Regions from separate parts of the Rattus norvegicus genome. Here region 1 is linked to region 2. The links are chromatin contacts, called in public Hi-C maps. All regions are on one chromosome and are shown on one strand. The core of a region is the stretch at or near the end of the contact, and the rest is flanking DNA. Distances in the headings are between cores, read along the strand shown. Region 1 holds the start of N4bp2l2 (NEDD4 binding protein 2-like 2). Region 2 holds the start of Brca2 (BRCA2, DNA repair associated).

Region 1 (2,850 bases), core at 1-2,500, 140 kb after region 2:
CAAACTTCAATCATCTCTCTTTAGCATCCAAATACCAGATCAACTAAAATGCAGCCTTGGGGGCCTTTTCCTTTCAAGTAGTGTAAAAGCAGTTCCCAATTGAGTGTAAGAATTTGAAAAAAAAAAAAAGTTTTGAGTTTCAGTGACGATACAAATTATGCTCAGGAAAAATAATCAGGAAACTTTAAAAATCAAAACATTCAACTTTTCTAGTAGTTTCTCTAACTTAAAAAGTTCACTTTTCAGGCAGGGTGGTTTATGGCTGTAAACACTAGCGTTTGGGAGATGGAGAAAGGAAGATCAGGAGTTTACAACCAGCCTGGACTACAGAGTAAGTTCAATTACCCAAGACCCTGTCAATAAACTAACTTAATTAAAATTACACTTCTCTTGACAGGCCATGGTAGCTCAAACCTGTAATGCTGTCAATGGGAGAGTTCCAGTCCAGTATGGGCTGTCTACACAAATGGCTTCCATAGCAACCTGGTTTAGAGAGACTATGCCTTAAAAAAAAAAAATCACAACTTCGCTTCTCCTATCTTTTTTTTTTTTAACCGTTAAGAAACCAAAAGCTCTCTTTTAGTCAGTACTTCACTCGGCCTGCTCTTGGAAGCAAAACTAAAACCCCCACAAAGTAGGGAATAAAGGAGACAGGCCATTAGCAGAGATGAAGGAAGCTCCAACTGCGGAGAAAGCCATTTTCCCGGAAACAGCCCCCACCTCAGCCACATCCTCCCATTTCCTCATTCTAACGTCAGAGATACCCGAGGAAGAGCAGAGGGTGCACTAACATCGCCAGTACCCTACCTGGGCCCCCAGGCCTCCTGACCCCTAGGCAAGCTGCCAGGACAGAGGCGTCCCAGCTTCTCCGTCCCTAAGGAAAACGTCAAGATCCCTTCTAAGAATCCGGGGAGGCCTCGAAGGCTGAAAGGTTTCTTTTGGGGCTTCCACGCTCACAAATAGAAAGAATCGCGTCAAGCCACCAGTGAAAACTCGGCCGTTCACCTCAGATGAAACCGGAAATACCTCCCTTAACTACACCGGGACGCTTGCTCACCTCAAGCCACAGCTCTGTATGTACTTCCACCACCTTCCTCCCCAAGTCCTCCCCCAAAAAGAACTTCCGCGAATACACGAACCTCTGGGAAGTCGAGAGACCGTCCAAAACGTAGCTACTAAACGGAGCTGGAAAGAGACGCGAGACTGGAGCAGTTCCATACACAAGATGGCCGCCACCTCTTGGATTACCCATGCAGCACCGCGGGCTCACGCCAGGCATTATGGGGATTGAAGTCCGGCGTTCCCTGCAATCCTAGTTTACCTCGTGCCACCGAGACTCAGTCTTCCAGAGTCCATTGCATGACGCCTGTGCTATTTTGGCCACAAACGTAGACTCAGTCTTGTTCCCAGTCCTGGAGTTGGGGAAGTTAGTTAAAGAAACACCAACTTTGTAAAGGCAGCGACGTTCTCTGGCGTTCGCGACTAAAGGAAAAGAACAAGAGTGCTTGGCGCCCCCAGGTGGATGCGCAAGCCTCTGTGGTGAGTGAACAGTTTTCGGGCTTTTTAAGAGACAAAAGAATCAGACTAGGCTTCAAAGGAGAAAACATTTTGTATAACGGAATTCGGTTGCTATGGTTTCTCAGAAAGTAATTATACTTTCTGAAACTCCCACTCTTTGTTTCATTTGGACCCCCACAAGAAAATCGGCCATCTCGTATTCGAATAGGTCTTGGCTCCAACACAATAATGTTTTAATTTGAAAGTATAATAGCTAAAAGTCACAGTGTAGAATATTTACATTAGAATGCTTAACACCATTATTATGACCCAGAGGGCTCACAACCTATCCTCTTGCAGGATCTTCTTGAAATACAATTTTTACAGCAACTTTTGTTTCCTCGTATTTAGCTTCAAGTTCTGCATCATTTTTATAAAAATAAACACTTAAAAAATTACTATGTGTTTTATCTGAGTAAACACACACACACACACACACACACACACACACACAGAGTGAGTGTCTGGTGCACAGGAAAACCAGGAGTGTGTCAGATCTCATGGAAACCAGGTTGACCTTAAATGCCATATAAGCCAAGGTAATTTCACCTAGAATTTAGAATTTCTGATTCTCCTGCTTGGATTACAGGCCTGCACCTCTATACCCACCCTAAGGGAAACATTTTTCTTTTTGACATTCATGGTGATGTCATCTCATTGTAATATCTTACATTTTAATAACATGTCATTGAAAAGTTAAATAGTAGGAATACTTTTATTTTCTCATTTTTCCTTGCACATGCTGAGCTGGCAGTTTTCTACTGCCATAACTCCTGGCCAGTATTGGGTCCTGGGGATTGAGTTCAGGTTGTCCAGGCTTAGCAGTGAGTGCCTTTATCTACTGAGCCCTCTCACCAGCCCAAATAAAATTTCAAAGATGAAGTTTCCATATACTTCCTGTGTTGGTCCATTTAAACTGTTAAAAATGCCTTTCTTTCATTTTTAAGTATTAGAAATCTAGAGGTTGGGGATTTAGCTCAGTGGTAGAGCGCTTGCTTAGCAACCGCAAGGCCCTGGGTTCGGTCCCCAGCTCCGAAAAAAGAAAAAAAAAAAAGTATTAGAAATCTATTCCCATAGTTTTTTTTTTTTTCTTTTTTTCGGAGCTGGGGACCGAACCCAGGGCCTTGCGCTTGCTAGGCAAGTGCTCTACCACTGAGCTAAATCCCCAACCCCTATTCCCATAGTTTTGGAGGTTACAAAGTCCAAGATAATTTGTGAGGGCATCTCCTTGGGTATAAATACTGCATCTTCTAGCCATTTCTCCTATCTCTCAACATGGACAGACAGGGCAAA
Region 2 (3,035 bases), core at 462-2,961:
AACCTCTAGAAGAGCAGTCAGTGTCCCTAACTGTTCAGCTGTCTCTCCAGCCCCCCAGTATTTTTTTTCCAAGACAGGGTTTCTTTGTGTAACCCTGGCTAGCCTTGAACTCATAGAGACCGGCCCCCCACCTCTGCCTTCCAAGTGCTGAGATTAAAGGCATGTGCCACCACCGTCCCATTTTACAAGTTAAGTATATAAAGCCAAATGGATTTGAATCCAAATTTAGAACTTATACCAGGCTAGTTTATGACCTGATAAGTTTTTACCCATTGGACAATACTAAGCACTCATTTTTAGGAATGTTGAGTAAGCAGTAGTTTATTACTAGGAAATACCACAGGTCTCTTCTTTGCTAAGTAGACCTACATCAAAAGTTTTAGTACTTTTTTACATTAGTGAGGCTTCTCACTAAAACTAAGGACTACAAATTACCAGACAAAATTGATACCAATAAACCGAGCAGACTTTTCTCAGTTGTCTTTACTATAGTGCTGAGTATCTAACCCAGGGCCAAAAATCTCTACTATTGGAGTCAGACTCCCCAACCCAAGATCATTGTTTTTCTAATCCAAGGGGACCTTTTTACTGTTTAGCACATTCTGGAACCAGCAAGGCCCCGAAGATCTCTTGTTGAATCCAATCGAAGGCTTTGTACAGTTCAAACTACAGACCCACAGTAAGCCACGCACTGGGTTTGTTACCCAGGAGATTCAGTGTGTGTGTGTTTGTGAGAGAGGGAGGGGGAGAGGGAGAGAGGGAGAGAGGGAGAGGGAGAAAGGGAGAGAGGGAGGGGGAGGGGGAAAGGGAGAGGGAGAGAAGAATGAATGAATATGAATTTGGGCCCAGGTCCCTACCACCCTTCCTCAATAAGACAATTAAAAAAGCCAAATTAAAAGTGGAAAGCTGAAAGATTTATTTAATGTGGAGACGTTGGGAAGAGGGTAAAGAGATCCAACGAATCCCTTCAAAGTCTATCTTCAGGGTCGGTTAGATTAAAGTAAACAGAACGCCAAGGGTTCTAACTTGAACATCTAATCAGACCCCGAAGATACAAAGAAACTATAAACAAAATTTTAACCCACATCGAGAAGAAACCACAGAAGACACACACACACACACACACACACACACACACACACACACACACACACACACACACACACACACACACACACACACACACACACACACACACACGTCTCCAGAGACAAATGTGAACCCAAAGGGACGAAAAGGAATTTGGCGACTCTGAGCGGCTGCCAAAGTGGGAGGTAACTTTATCTGGGACCAGCTACAGGAGGAACAGCTCCCTGACTTCCGGGCGGCGCTCGCGCTGCGTCCCCGTCGCGCAGTCATGACGTCACGGCGCAGAGCGCGGGCTTTTCGCAGGAGCGTGAGAAGTGAGGCGGCGCCGTCCGTCAGCGGCCGCAACCCGAGCGTGTCAGTGGGGCCGGGTGTTGTGGGGCCGGGTGTTGTGGGCACGCGCTCCGGGGTCGTGGTGCAGTGAGGGAAGCGCCTGACTTCCCGGAGGAGCCCCTCGACCCCCTTCACGGCCGCCACAGGCTCCACCTCAGTCGGGAGCTGGTTCCTCCTCCCGGCCCCTTGCAGCCCGCGGGCGTCCTCCCACAGGGATCTGGCGCGTCCCCGGAGTCCGCAGTAGCCGCTCCGTTCTGCAGTTGCTGGATTACCGAACGTGTGCGTCTCAGCTCCGTAATTAGTTAACGTGAATACTTTTAAATGACGTTAAGTTTTTCTGGTTATTGGCTCCCACCATATCCGCTTTCGGGTGCAGTTTGGTTCGAAGCACAATTATAATCTCTCCCCATCTTCATGATAAGTTCTGTTCTTGCCCCAAAAGATGGGCCTAAGGTAGTTCCGTTGGAAGAGCTTACCAGCGATTCTGGTTTTACCCGTCACAAGAAAGCAGGCCTGTGAAGCCTATGTTACTTTCTCTTTTGCAGACTTCTTTACCAAGAACATGACCGTTGAATACAAAAGGAGACCAACTTTTTGGGAAATTTTTAAAGCGAGATGCAGCACAGCAGGTATTGAAGTTTTATAAAATTTGGTAAATTAAGACCCATCAAAAAATTTTTTTTCAATAAAGTCAAGGTGTATGCTTGTTTTAAAAACAAACACCTCAGCACCTGGGAGGCAGAGGCAGGTGGACTTCTGTGAGTTTGAGGCCAGCCTGGTCTAAAGAGAGAGATTAAAAGACAGCAAGGGGGGTTGGGGATTTAGCTCAGTGGTAGAGCGCTTGCCTAGGAAGCGCAAGGCCCTGGGTTCGGTCCCCAGCTCCGAAAAAAAAAAAAAAAAAAAAAAAAGACCGCAAGGGCTTTATGAGAAACTCTGTCTCAGAAAAACAATTACTCGAGCTAGGTGTGATGGCACATATTTATAATCCTATGGAAGTTGAGGCAGAAGACTGAGCCAGGTGGATTAAATAGGTGTTCAAGACCAGCTTGGGCTACATAGGGAATTCCTGGATATTGGGAGCACAGAGCTTAGACCTGATTTTAAAAAAAAGGGGGTGGGAGAGATGGGAGTGACCCTGGTCTCTGCGTTTCTTCCTCAGCATCAATTAACTGGGCACTAGCTGGTTAATATAATCTCACCATTTGGGAAGTAGAGGCAGGAGGCTCAGGAGTTGAAGGTCATCCTGGGCCACAGGGTGAGCTCAAGGCCTGTAAGGGACACATGAGACTGTCTCTAAATTGAAAAGTAAAATAATTCAATACTTGACGGTTTTCTTTGTGCTGTGAAAAGCTTGTGGAGTCAGATCTAGTTAGCATAATCTTTTCCAGGCCAATCAGATGATGTAGACCACCTAAATAGATGGGAAATTAACTCTTGGGCATCCAGTGGTAAGAACTGTTTTGAAAGTGCTACTGGCAAATCAGAAGCATTGGGGATGCTAGTGATGAATACTTGTCAAACCTTCTCTTATGGTGTCTTTTATTTTAAACTGTGTGTGTGAGTGTGTTTATGCCTATGCTCTGTGTGTGTATATAGACACCCACAGAGGTCAGGAG

What was found. A called contact is a pair of places that touch in the nucleus more often than the background predicts.
Region 1: a contact with region 2 is called in a Hi-C map of liver, with 4 times the contacts expected there. The contact joins the promoter of N4bp2l2 here to the promoter of Brca2 in region 2. A contact is called at or near these places in 5 of 12 Hi-C or Micro-C datasets (the Rat2 cell line, Schwann cells, frontal cortex and 2 more).

What each region holds. Positions count from the first base shown.
Region 1 is chr12:5,034,426-5,037,275 of GRCr8, forward strand. It overlaps N4bp2l2 (NEDD4 binding protein 2-like 2), which reads right to left and starts at 1,251. Exons shown (of 6, transcript NM_001005533.2): 1 at 1,140-1,251.
Region 2 is chr12:4,893,736-4,896,770 of GRCr8, forward strand. It overlaps Brca2 (BRCA2, DNA repair associated), which reads left to right and starts at 1,712. Exons shown (of 27, transcript NM_031542.2): 1 at 1,712-1,872; 2 at 1,965-2,048. The coding sequence starts at 1,982.